Regions from separate parts of the Mus musculus genome. Here regions 2, 3 and 4 are each linked to region 1. A link is a contact called in public Micro-C and promoter capture Hi-C data. All regions are on one chromosome and are shown on one strand. Each heading gives the region's core, a stretch centred on a gene start, on an enhancer-like site or on the middle of the called end of the contact. The rest is flanking DNA. Distances are from core to core; before and after follow the strand shown.

Region 1 (2,764 bases), core at 78-2,577:
TCACCCTGTACACGCTCATCCTTGTGATTTCTTAAGTCCTTCATAGTTCCCATATCACAATATATTGCAAACTATTGTTTCGTAAGCATAATGAATCCTGCATCTGATGTTGAGAATCATTCAGGTGAGACCACATGCCCTCAACACAAAACAACTAACTGAATTTAGAGAGGTCATCACTACTTTTCATTCACTGAAGTGAACCTCACTTGTAGCAATCTCTCTTTCAGAAGCAATGAAATAACCTTCTTTCAGTCTTATTACAGTCCTTAGTAGGTCAAAGAAGCCTGGCATAAACTCCCACTTAGAGAAAGCTGCAGAGAATGCAGAGGCTGTGGCACTGCACTAGGACAGAGGGCCCGCAAACCCCTAAGGAAGTGTGCTGTGTGTGGTGGAAGACTTAAGGCCTGCCTCTGTGCCAAGTCTTCTGCTGGGTCCTGAGGACACAACACAGTCATGAGGACACAACACAGTCAGGTCAGTCTTTGCCTTCCATAGCCTCAACCAGTCTGCTCTGTGACCTTGGATGTCCTGATTGAAAGCCCAAATTTTCCTTTCTGAATCCAACTAAGACACCTGCTCCCCTTTAAAAGGAAAAACAAACAAACAAACAAACAAGCAAACAAAAAAACCCTGAAGCTGGGAGGTGGTGGTGGTGGTGGTAGTGGTGGTAGCACTCAGGAACTAGAGACAGGAGGATCTCTGAGTACGAGGCCAGCCTGGTCTATAGAGTGAGTTCCAGAGCAGCCAGGGTTACACAGAAAAATCCTATCCCCGAAAAAATAAAAAGAAAAGAAAAAATAAAGGAAATTGAGAAAAGCCTCAAGAGCCAAATATCTCGTGTCCTGGGCACGCTGTGTCCCCTAAAGTCACCCTCGCACTTGTTTGGATGTCATTTTTCAAATTGAAACAGAACTCTGTTGCTCTAAATATTCGCATAGGCCTGAACCCTGCCTGTCACCCCGCATTGCACGTCAGAAACCTTCCTCCAGGTGAGCCCGACTTGGCTCCTGACCAAAAAGTCACATTATGTCCGGGCCTCACCTGTTGGCGGGACATAGGCCCGGGCCGGAGGCTGCGGAGCTGGCCCCGGCCATACTGAGACGGTGGGGTCACTGAGACGCCGGTCCAAGAGACCGCGCCACCGGTCCCTCAGCCGGGGGTAGATTCGCCACATCCTGCCCAAGGACCTGGGTGGACACATGCGTGGAAACAGAGTACAGGAAAAGAGCGAAGAGAACCCCACACCCCTCGCTGGTTCTGTACGGAAACCTCTCACCAAGGGTTCATAGCCCTCAGCCTCCTCAGCACGCCGCCATCTTCCTCATGACACCTACGGCGCGCCGTCGCAGCCGTGCGCCCCGCTGCGCGCCACTCCCGCCCCCGTCAATCAGCATCATAAACGTGCTCGCCACGCCCCCTCCATGCCGCGCCACGGGAAGAAAACTACAAGTCCCAGAGGGCCGTTCGCGCTCTGCGCCACGTGCTTTCTCTGTCCGCCAATGGGCGGAAGCGCCGCGTGAGCTTGCTCCCGCCTCTCCAGCGCGCCCGCGCCAATTGGAAGCTGCAGAGTGTGTGTGTGTTTGTGTGTGTGTGAGCGCGCGCGTGTGTGTGTGAGCGCGTGTGTATGAGTGAGTGAGTGTGTATGCGCGTGTGTGTGTGTGTGCGTGCGTGCGTGTGTGTGTGTGTGTGTGTGTGTGTGTGTGTGTGTGTGTACCCGCGAGGGCAAGTGGGAAGGGAGACCCAGCTCAGGTCTGGGAGGCCCTGCTTGCAGGTCTCCGGGTCCAGGTGGCAACACGAGCGCTTGGTCTGGCCTCAGCGGGCGGGTGGTTCCCCGGCCCCTCCCCCGCGCGTGCGCGCCCGGGTCCGCCCTCCCCGCAGCTTCGGCTCCCGCGCGGCGGCGGCGGTTCCTTCCCCCTCCCCCAGCCCTGGCTCCGGGGGACCCCGCGATGCCGGTCCGCACCGAGTGTCCCCCGCCGGCGGGTGCCTCAACCACATCCGCGGCCTCACTCATCCCGCCGCCGCCCATCAACACCCAGCAGCCCGGCGTGGCCACCAGCTTGCTCTACAGCGGCTCCAAGTTCCGTGGCCACCAGAAGAGCAAGGGGAACTCGTACGACGTAGAGGTGGTGCTGCAGGTGAGCGCCAGGCGGCAAGGCCGGGCCCGAGGGCCTCCTCGCGGCGCTCACGGGCCGGGCCTGCCCTGGGCTCCTCGAGCCCTCAGCCGCGGACCAGGCCCTCTCACTGCCGGGGCCTCCTGCACCCGGCGCCTCCCACCGGGACCTGCCCAGCTGATGTCACACTCTCGAACCCTACCCCTAGCCCACCCCTAGACTCAGAGCCTGTAGTGGCCAGTCTCCGACAGACCCCGAAGACTGTCCCACACTTAGAGCCTTTGACTCGCCGGCTTGGGCATCCGGAAGCTCCCCCATGACTAGCCGTCCTTTAGCCTGAGTCGGTTCTTCCCAAGTCCTGTCCTCCCTACACCAGCCAGCCCTCCCACCAGTCCCTGTCGGATCCTGAAAAACTCTCCATTGGCTGCCCCAAACTCAGTACCTCTCGATAGCGGCCAGTGTCACATTCTCCCGGAATGAAGCTTTTCCTCTGACCCCAACTCCATCCTGAGTGCCAGGGACATTGCTCCTTAGGAGAACTCAGTCAGCCCACTGCTGACGGGGGAGAGGTGGCCAACCTCCCTCCATTGGCTGAGACAACCCACAGAGGTTGAGGCTCCCCAAAGACCAGGGAGCCTCACACCCAAATA
Region 2 (2,764 bases), core at 150-2,649, 1.9 Mb after region 1:
CTTCTATATGGTCAAAATCATATACATGCAACCTGGACTTATATTCTGCACGGTTACCAAGGAAGATTGGGGATTAGAAAGGAATACCCAGACCCAATACTGAAAACTGCTCTACTGAAAAATAAACAGGAATTGAGAGTCTGCTCCTGTGTAAGGGGGCCCCTTCAGTTACTGGCATATGGATTAACCAACAGCCCTGTTCTGTAAAACTCATCTCGTTCCAGCATCTCAGAACATCTGTGGTCAAATCCTGGAAGCAAGACCTCACAACAGACTAACACCCCACAACTTCTTTGAAGTCAAAGCATGTTTGAATACCTGGTTGGCTGAATCTTTTACGTAAAAGACCAAAATGAGACTATTCGTTTACTTTTCTAGTCCCATTGAAGCAGTAACTCAAACCAGTTCACAGAGCACAATCAATGAACAATAGGAGTTTTGTGCTCTAATTTGGCTATCATTTAGAGAGGCTATTTTTGGGGAGAGTGCTTTAATTAGTCTACACTTCAAAAGCACCCCCCACCCCACCTCCAGTTTTTTGAGATAAAGTCTCCAGCAGCCCAGTCTGGCCTAGCATTATGTAGCTGAGGTTGACCTTAAACTTTCCCTTTTTCTTTCTTTCTTTTTTTTTTTTTTTTTTTTTTTTTTGTCTCCACTTCCCAAGTGCGGAGACTACAGCCATGTGCCCAGTCTTGTGCGGTGGTGGGGAATCCACGGCAGCTCTCTACATGCCAGGCAAGCCTCTTTACCAGCCGAGCTGCATAGTAGATCCTCATTACTAGTTTTCCCCTTTTGGTAGATCCTCCTACTCTGGTGAGTAAGCAAAGATCATCCTTGGTCGGTCATTTTGTTGGAGACAGGCATAGGGCGACCTCTACAGGCCAGAGGGAAGAAGTAATTTTCAACTTCCCGATTTTTTTTTAAAGGTTTTGCCTCCCTGAATGTTTTTTAGTAAAATCTATTTACTAAACAAAGTAGTAAACAAGGGTATTATTTTTAAACTTTGCATCACGGATTGTGGATAAAGATTCTGAGTAACTCGAAATTGTCTACGCATCTGCCATTCCGCATCCCAGCCCTCGCCCACTCCTTGGATGTACCCAGTGGCTCTCTTTAAGTACCGGGGTTCCCGCACACCGGCTCGCACTCAGGGATCTGACGTCTAGTCACTCAAATCCCTCTATTTAGTTAAGCGATTTAAGGGGCCCAGGCTTCAGGGACATAACCATGCGGGGTAAGAATAAAAGCCCGCAGGCCGTACTTCTCGCGCTGTCTCGCACAGCGGCGGCCATCTCGCTCAGGAGCTCTTCCACCACCTCCGGGAGCGCGACCGCCATGGCACGCCGCCCGTCTTCTCTCCTCCCGGGCGCTGCGAACTTCACGCGCCCTGCAGGCCGGGGGCGGGGCGGGGCGGGACGAGACGGCGTGACGTCAGCATGCGTCATCGCGCATGCGGACTGGCGGGGCGTCCCGGGCCAGCCGTGGCTTAGTGGATCTCTGAGGGAGGACCCGTCGGCATGTTCCGGTTGCTTCGCTGGCGTCTGGGTCGAACCCTGCTGCGGGCCGCGGGCCGGCGGTGTGGGGGTTGTACGGCGCGCCTGCTGCCGGAGCGGACGGGCGACGCGGGGACGGGCGCGGAGCGGCTGCGGACCCGAGGCGCGCCGGCGCGGGGGCACGGGGTGCTGCCGCTGTTGGCAGGTGAGCGGTGCGCTCCGGGCGGGGCCGGCCCGGCGGGGGCGGGGACGCGGGCACGGGCCGGTCCCGGTGACCTCTGAGCCGCTTCTCGCAGCTCTCGCCTGGTTCTCGCGACCCGCGGCGACGGCCGAGCAGCCGGGAGAGGACGCGTCAGACGAGGCGGAGGCCGAGATCATCCAGCTGCTGAAGCAAGCCAAGGTGAGGGGCTCGACCGGGCGCGCGCGCTCTCTGCTCCGGTTTCCCGAGGCCTGGATGGATTGGCCCTGGGTGGAAGGTTGGGATCCATCCAGACTGGTCCAGAGCGAATCCTGCAGCAGAATCGCTGCAGTTGTGAGTGCAGGTGGAGACCCTCACATTTCCTTTATTTATTTATTTATTTTGTCCAAACGTATTGATTGAGGATGTTTTGCGAGGGTGGCTTTAATCAGCTAACCTCCAAGCCGAATGACATTTTGTTCATAGACTATGAATGACGCCCCGAAAATGCAATTTAGTATCGTTTATGCCTATTGGTTTGCGTCTAAATCTGTTTCTCCACATCCTTTTTTTCCCCCCTCCAGGTTTATTTCATCTCTTCCTACGGGTTCAATATCGACTTAATGCCAACAACGTCCAGATTTGTGTTCAGACTGCAGTGTGTCATTGACATGCTGTCTCTATTGCAAGGCCACAGCTATCTCTCAGATTTAGCATGCCCGGGACTAAGCACTTTTTCTTAAATTCCTTCCCCCCAAATATGGCTTTAACAGTGTTCTCTCTATCACCTAAAAAATTAAGCCTAAAAAATCATAGTGGTTCCTCAGGCGGACCCCTGTGTTTGAAACCAGCTTGCTCTACAAAGCAAGTCCAGGACAGCCAGGATTCTGTTACACAGAGAAACCCTGTCTCAAAAAAGAGGAGAAAAAAAAAAAAAAAAACAGAAAATAATCATAATTGTTCTTAAAGTGTGTTGTTGATAATTCCCAGTTACAGCAGTAAACACAGTTGCCATCAAATCCAGAACACTTCTCAAATCGCCTGCCCTCTTTTTCCATTCCCTCTTTTCCCCCAGTTTTCCTCACACAGGTCC
Region 3 (2,764 bases), core at 161-2,660, 1.3 Mb after region 1:
GCATTAGAGGTGGTTGTAGGCTGTCACGTGGGTGGGTGCTGGAACTGACTCAGTCTTGAACAACTAGTATTCTTAACCAGCCAGTTCTCCAGCCCCCACACCTGGGGAAGCAGTTTTAATAGGAAAACAGGTTTGACATTACTTCCCAGACTTTAACGAAGTCATACGAGGTAACCTCTTCCTCATAACAGTGGCCCCTGAAGGACAGAGTGGGGTAGCAGTCTGATATGCAATACAGTTCCCTGCATACAACAATAGGTTGCGACTCTCAGTCATACAGAGCATGACTTGGCAACCTGATGAACTACAGGCAATAGAATCAAATACCCAGATTTTGAAATGTCTATTGCAAACATACCTTATCAGAAAAAAAGATACATACTAAATGCCAAAGAAAGAGCACAGAACTATGTTTTGGTGTTGTCAATTCTTGGAGCTTATCCCAAGTATAGAGCTATATTGTCAATGATAGAAAGTACAATTTAAAAACAAAACAAAACAAACAAACAAACAAACAAACAAAAAACCCCCAACAACTTTGTAGCCCTGTTTGCCAGGAACTCGCTCTGTGGACCATGAGCCCTCAAGATCCTTTCACCAGTCTCTGAGATTAAGGGGTGTGCCATCAAGCCCCACAAACTGCAAGATTATTTAAGAACAGAAACACTGGTTCTATGTTAAACCACAGAGTAGCTAATGAATATAATGTGCATATCTCTGCAAAAATTGGATAATAATGATACAAACTACAGCAGTTAAAAGACAAGAAAGGTTTCCTATAGTGGGGCTTAGGGGCACGCACCTATTTTATTTTTATTTGTGCATTTAAATTGTTAAGCACTAGGGCATGAGATGGGTCAATGGCAGGCCGCTTGCATTGCTTCACCTTGCATTCGACTCCAGAACCGCAAGAAAAAAAAAAAAAAAGAAAAAAAAAAAACATAAAACATTAGAACTCACACTTCCTCAGGCCTCAAAGCTCGGTTCAGTATTTTCGTATCCCTCACAAAAGCTAAACACCCAAACTCTGCCAATATCGATATAAGAAAAATAAATCCTTATCAATAATGTAACAGATTGAGGAAGAGATTTTTCTGCAGAGTATCTTATGCCGCTCCTCCTACGTCTGATTGGAGCCCAATCATCCACTAAGGCTGGTGGAGCCGAACACGGGGCCCCGGGCTCGCCCCGGAGCAACAAGGGCCATGGCTCCCGCCCGGCACCGCGCGAGCTCGCGGGGCCCGCCGTCCGCCCGCCGAGGCTCCCGCCCGCCTACCTGGTCCCGACCCCAGCCCGGCCCGCCGCAGCCTCGGCTGCCGAAGGAAGAGAGCACAGAGCTCCGCACGGCGTCTTACAGCAAAATGGCGACTCTAAGCGCGAGAAAGTCTTTCGAGACTGCGAGGCCAGGGGCGGGGCCTGAGGGCAACTGACTAGAGTGGGCGAGGCCGTCGAGGGGCGTGGTCTGGAGGAAGAGGGGCGGGGCAGAAAGTGGGGTAGAAGGCAATGCATTTGATGCTGTGGGCGTGGCCGCCAGAGTGGGCGGGAGGATGTTGTGTGGGCGTGGTCAGACTCGAGGAAAGTGGGGGAGAATTAGAGTGGGCGTGGTTGGAAGTGTGGTTAAAATTCATAGGTTCTGACTGGGTTCAAGTCTTTACTGTCCTGCAAGACTGAGCAAGTCACCTCTTTGACCTGAGTTCTTCTGAAAAAGAGATGACAGCAGTACCCCCATCTCCTGGGGTTGGGAGGAGTGAGTGAGAAATCTGCGAACCTCTTGGCATGGTTCTTAGCATACAGTCGATGAGCAGTTATCATTCATAATTATTCGCTTTGTTGTCCCTTCCTTCTTTTCAGTGGTTAAGAGTATATACTGCTTTTCCAGAGAAGCTGAGTTTGGTTCCCAGAACCAATGTCAGGCAGTTCACAACTGCCTGTAATTCTAGCTCCAAGTCTCCCTGATGTCTCTGGCCTCCTCAGCCACCTGCACTCATATAAACATAAACATATACAAATAATTAAACATTCTAAAAGTTAGTTTTTTAAAAAATTGTAGCTCTGGGTGACCTGGAACTCACAGAGATCCATCTGTCTCTGCCTCCTGAGTGTTAGGATTAAAAGGGTGGCCATCATTCCTAGCAAATTGGTTGCTGTTGATATATCATTGCTGAATTCTTTATACCTTGAAATATGGTGATCCCTATTTTTTAAGGGGCTACTTGGCCCTTCCTCTCTTTCTTTTTTTTTTAAATATTTATTTATTTATTATACAGTAAATACACTGTAGCTGTCTTCAGACACTCCAGAAGAGGGAGTCAGATCTCATTACAGATGGTTATGAGCCACCATGTGGTTGCTGGGATTTGAACTCTGGACCTTTGGAAGAGCAGTCGGGTGCTCTTACCCACTGAGCCATCTCACCAGCCCCCAGTGATCCCTATTTATAACATAACAAACATATAGTGCATGCCAGGTATCAAGGCATTATTTATTATTATCTATATTTTATATTAATATATATTAACAGTAACTTTCAGAAATGGGGTAAGACTTATCTCTATTTAATTGCTGTGGGTACTCAGATGCCAGTGACAAAGCAATAGATAGGCACCACCTGCAGTGCCTTGCTCCATGTGTATACTTAAAGGCTCTCATCCACTGCACTTCCAGTTCACAAGTGAGACAAGCAGACATTTATGGGAGGATGCACAGGTGGCTAGAATTAATTATCAGAAGGCTGAGGATGGTTAGAATTCATAGGAGGGCTTGT
Region 4 (2,764 bases), core at 144-2,643, 1.3 Mb after region 1:
GTGACTTGAGTGGAGCAGATGAGCCTTCCAGCCAGAGGGCCAGGTTCCTTAATGAAGCCGGGAACTCCACAGTGGTAAGAACAAGAGAATAAACTGAGGGTCAGCACATCTTTGTTGAGGGTACAAGACTCACACTCATCACTGCCCCTCTCTGCTCCTTGGGAATGGGAGGTAAGGAGGTGACTCAGGTGCCCGAGGTGGGCAAGAGTGCCAAGCAAGAGCAGGTATGAACCACAGTGTTCACCCAGTGTAAGGCCTGATGAGGACTTTGAGGCTAGAGGTGAAGGGTTTGAGTCTGGGGATCAGTGGTGAGGACTCCAAGGATGCTAACTAGGCTTTGAAGCTTTGAAAGCAGTGAATGCAGGGCAAGGAGGCCTTACTGGAAAATGAACAGTGAGGACATGTCTGGAGGGTACAATGTTGCCATTAGCTTGTCCTCATTAGGTTAAGGCCAGGGTCCACTGGGACTCAAACCAGCTCTATCCTGACCCAGAGATGGTAAGTAGGCTAGAAAGACAGGGCAGTATTGGCCTGGTGTCCTGAAACAAGAAGCTTCAGGAAGGAGCCCTTTGCCAAACTGCACCTGACATCCTGCCCTCAGATAAGGACCTAATGGTCTCCATCACTGGGGAACAGCCAAGAGCTGCGTTTGAGCACAGCTTGGTTCTCTCTACCCTTTTCTGGCGCAGGGTTCAGGCATGTGAGGTGCACCAGGTTCTGCTAGGTGGGATCCCAGCAAGCAGTTGGGCTCAGGACTAATCTGTATCTGGTCTGTGCACATGGAGAGCAAGAGTGTGGAAGCAGTTGGAGCTGGAGCTGGGCCTCGGCCCACGACCCAACCTTCAGTCTACAACTGGACAGCTGAGCATCCCACCCGCAAGACAGAACCGGGCCAGAGATGGACCAGGATCGCCAGCGGGACTGGGGGGCAGAGGAAGACTTCCACGAGGCTTAGAGGCAGCAAATTGTCCAGCCTTGCGCCGTCTGAGGAGATGAATCAGCTTCCGGCTCCGCCCCCGGGGCCGCACGTGACCCCAGGTGAGGGTGGCAGGGTGGGCGGGACCGCCCTTAGTCACCGGCGGTCCAGCCCGGTGCCACCACCAACGCCTGTGGTTCCTCGGGTCGTCCGGTCTGCACGGCGCCACCTGCTTGGTAAGCAAGTCCCTCCTCCGGGTTTGCGAGCCTCACTTGGGCTGGCGTCCCGGCTCTTACTCCGGACTGGGGCGAGGGTCCCCGTCAGCCCCAGCTTATTCCCAGGATTCCGAGAACCTCAGGCGGATCCCAAGACAGAGGCAGAGGACAACCGCGGCCCTGGACGGCTCTGGCTAACCTCGCCACGCCTCGCTCCGCCCACACACTACCCGCCACGCCCCTTCCTTCGCCACGCCCCCGCCCGCCCTCTGACCCCGACCGCGGTCTTTTGCTGATTCCCTCAGGTGCGGTTCTCAGAGGCGCCGAGGCCCCGGAGCCTGAGAGCGCGGTGCCCGTCGGGCCGCGTTCCCACAGCGAGGGCCACCATGGCCTTCTCCCAGGTGCAGTGTCTGGACGACAACCACGTGAACTGGCGATCCAGCGAGTCGAAGCCCGAGTTCTTCTACAGCGAGGAGCAGAGGCTGGCCCTGGAGGCCCTGGTGGCCCGGGGTCGCGACGCCTTCTACGAGGTGCTGAAGCGCGAGAACATCCGCGACTTTCTTTCGGAGCTGGAGCTTTCGCGTATCGTGGAGGCCATCGAGGTGTACGACCCGGGCTCTGAGGACCCGCGGGTCTCGGGCCGCCGCCCCGAACCCCAGGACAACGGAGGCGCGGATGCCAGCGAGGAGACCAGTGCGGCGGGCGGGCCCCCAGCCACGGAGACGCTGCCCTCGCTGGAGTATTGGCCCCAGAAGTCGGACCGCTCCATCCCGCAGCTGGACCTGGGCTGGCCTGACACCATTGCCTACCGAGGTGTGACCCGGGCCAGCGTCTACATGCAGCCACCCATCGACGGGCAGCCGCACATCAAGGAAGTGGTGCGCAAGATGGTCAGCCAGGCGCAGAAGGTGAGGCGCCACGGCGAGACCCCCATTCACCCAGCACGCATGGGCACCGAGACAGCCCCTGGACCTCTGACTGGCCTCTCGGTTGCCTCCTCCGGTGATCAGAAGCTGAATGTCCACTCCCTCTAGCAGGTGGCACTGGGCTTCCAGGCTGAGTGGGCTTCTGTGCCCTCCTGGAGTGTTTCTGAGTTCCCCAAATGCAAACCATGAGCTGTGTGGGAGGAATGCGGCCTTTCTCTCACCCACTCTCCCTTATCTCGTCTCAGACCCAGGAGCAGATAGAAGCTTGCACACATACATGAGCTTGCTGGCAGGGGTCTCGGGAGAGACGTGGAGGCTGGTCTGGAGCCCTGAGGAAATCTGCCTGCTTCCTAGCTGTGCTGTGTGGCTGGTGGTGGTTCTCCAAGCTTTTCTCTGAGTGCTACAGTAGCAGCAGCTGTCCAGGCCAGAGCAGGTGGTACCTATTGAAGGTTTTCACCAGTGGAAGAGGTGAGGGTATTTACTTAGGTTGTGGTTTGCCATCAAGAGGCTCTTCAGGCCTTGTGTGGATTCCCTTAGCTGACAGCCGTTGACTGGGCTGCACAGTGCCCGGCTTTGGGTGACTGCTCCATACTGACACACACACATCTTGAGAAGCTGTGTACAATGCTTGTACAGACAGTCAAACCATAGCTGGGTGGCCATGAATGAGCAGAGGTGTGCCTGATTTGACAGGCAAGGTAGCCCAG

The links. Promoter capture Hi-C pulls out the DNA fragments that hold promoters and counts their contacts. A called contact is a pair of places that touch in the nucleus more often than the background predicts.
Region 2: a contact with region 1 is called in a promoter capture Hi-C map of liver, with 3 times the contacts expected there. The contact joins the promoter of Zswim7 here to the promoter of Atpaf2 in region 1. A contact is called at or near these places in 2 of 39 promoter capture datasets (both in liver).
Region 3: a promoter capture Hi-C map of liver shows a contact between it and region 1, with 5 times the contacts expected there. The contact joins the promoter of Prpsap2 here to the promoter of Atpaf2 in region 1. A contact is called at or near these places in 6 of 39 promoter capture datasets (cranial neural crest, hippocampal neurons, liver and 2 more).
Region 4: a contact with region 1 is called in a Micro-C map of embryonic stem cells, with 10 times the contacts expected there. The contact joins the promoter of Fam83g here to the promoter of Atpaf2 in region 1. A contact is called at or near these places in 1 of 39 promoter capture datasets (liver) and 1 of 484 Hi-C or Micro-C datasets (embryonic stem cells).

What each region holds. Positions count from the first base shown.
Region 1 is chr11:60,415,707-60,418,470 of GRCm38.p6, forward strand. Atpaf2 (ATP synthase mitochondrial F1 complex assembly factor 2) reads right to left here and starts at 1,328. Exons shown (of 8, transcript NM_145427.3): 1 at 1,045-1,328. The coding sequence starts at 1,204. It overlaps Gid4 (GID complex subunit 4, VID24 homolog), which reads left to right and starts at 1,439. Exons shown (of 6, transcript NM_025757.4): 1 at 1,439-2,138. The coding sequence starts at 1,950.
Region 2 is chr11:62,279,996-62,282,759 of GRCm38.p6, forward strand. It overlaps Zswim7 (zinc finger SWIM-type containing 7), which reads right to left and starts at 1,400. Exons shown (of 5, transcript NM_027198.1): 1 at 1,262-1,400. The coding sequence starts at 1,337. Ttc19 (tetratricopeptide repeat domain 19) reads left to right here and starts at 1,478. Exons shown (of 10, transcript NM_028360.2): 1 at 1,478-1,698; 2 at 1,790-1,893. The coding sequence starts at 1,518.
Region 3 is chr11:61,760,678-61,763,441 of GRCm38.p6, forward strand. Prpsap2 (phosphoribosyl pyrophosphate synthetase-associated protein 2) reads right to left here and starts at 1,411. Exons shown (of 12, transcript NM_144806.2): 1 at 1,277-1,411.
Region 4 is chr11:61,683,017-61,685,780 of GRCm38.p6, forward strand. Fam83g (family with sequence similarity 83, member G) reads left to right here and starts at 1,394. Exons shown (of 5, transcript NM_178618.3): 1 at 1,394-2,039. The coding sequence starts at 1,518. The region is part of intron 9 of Slc5a10 (solute carrier family 5 (sodium/glucose cotransporter), member 10); the gene reads right to left.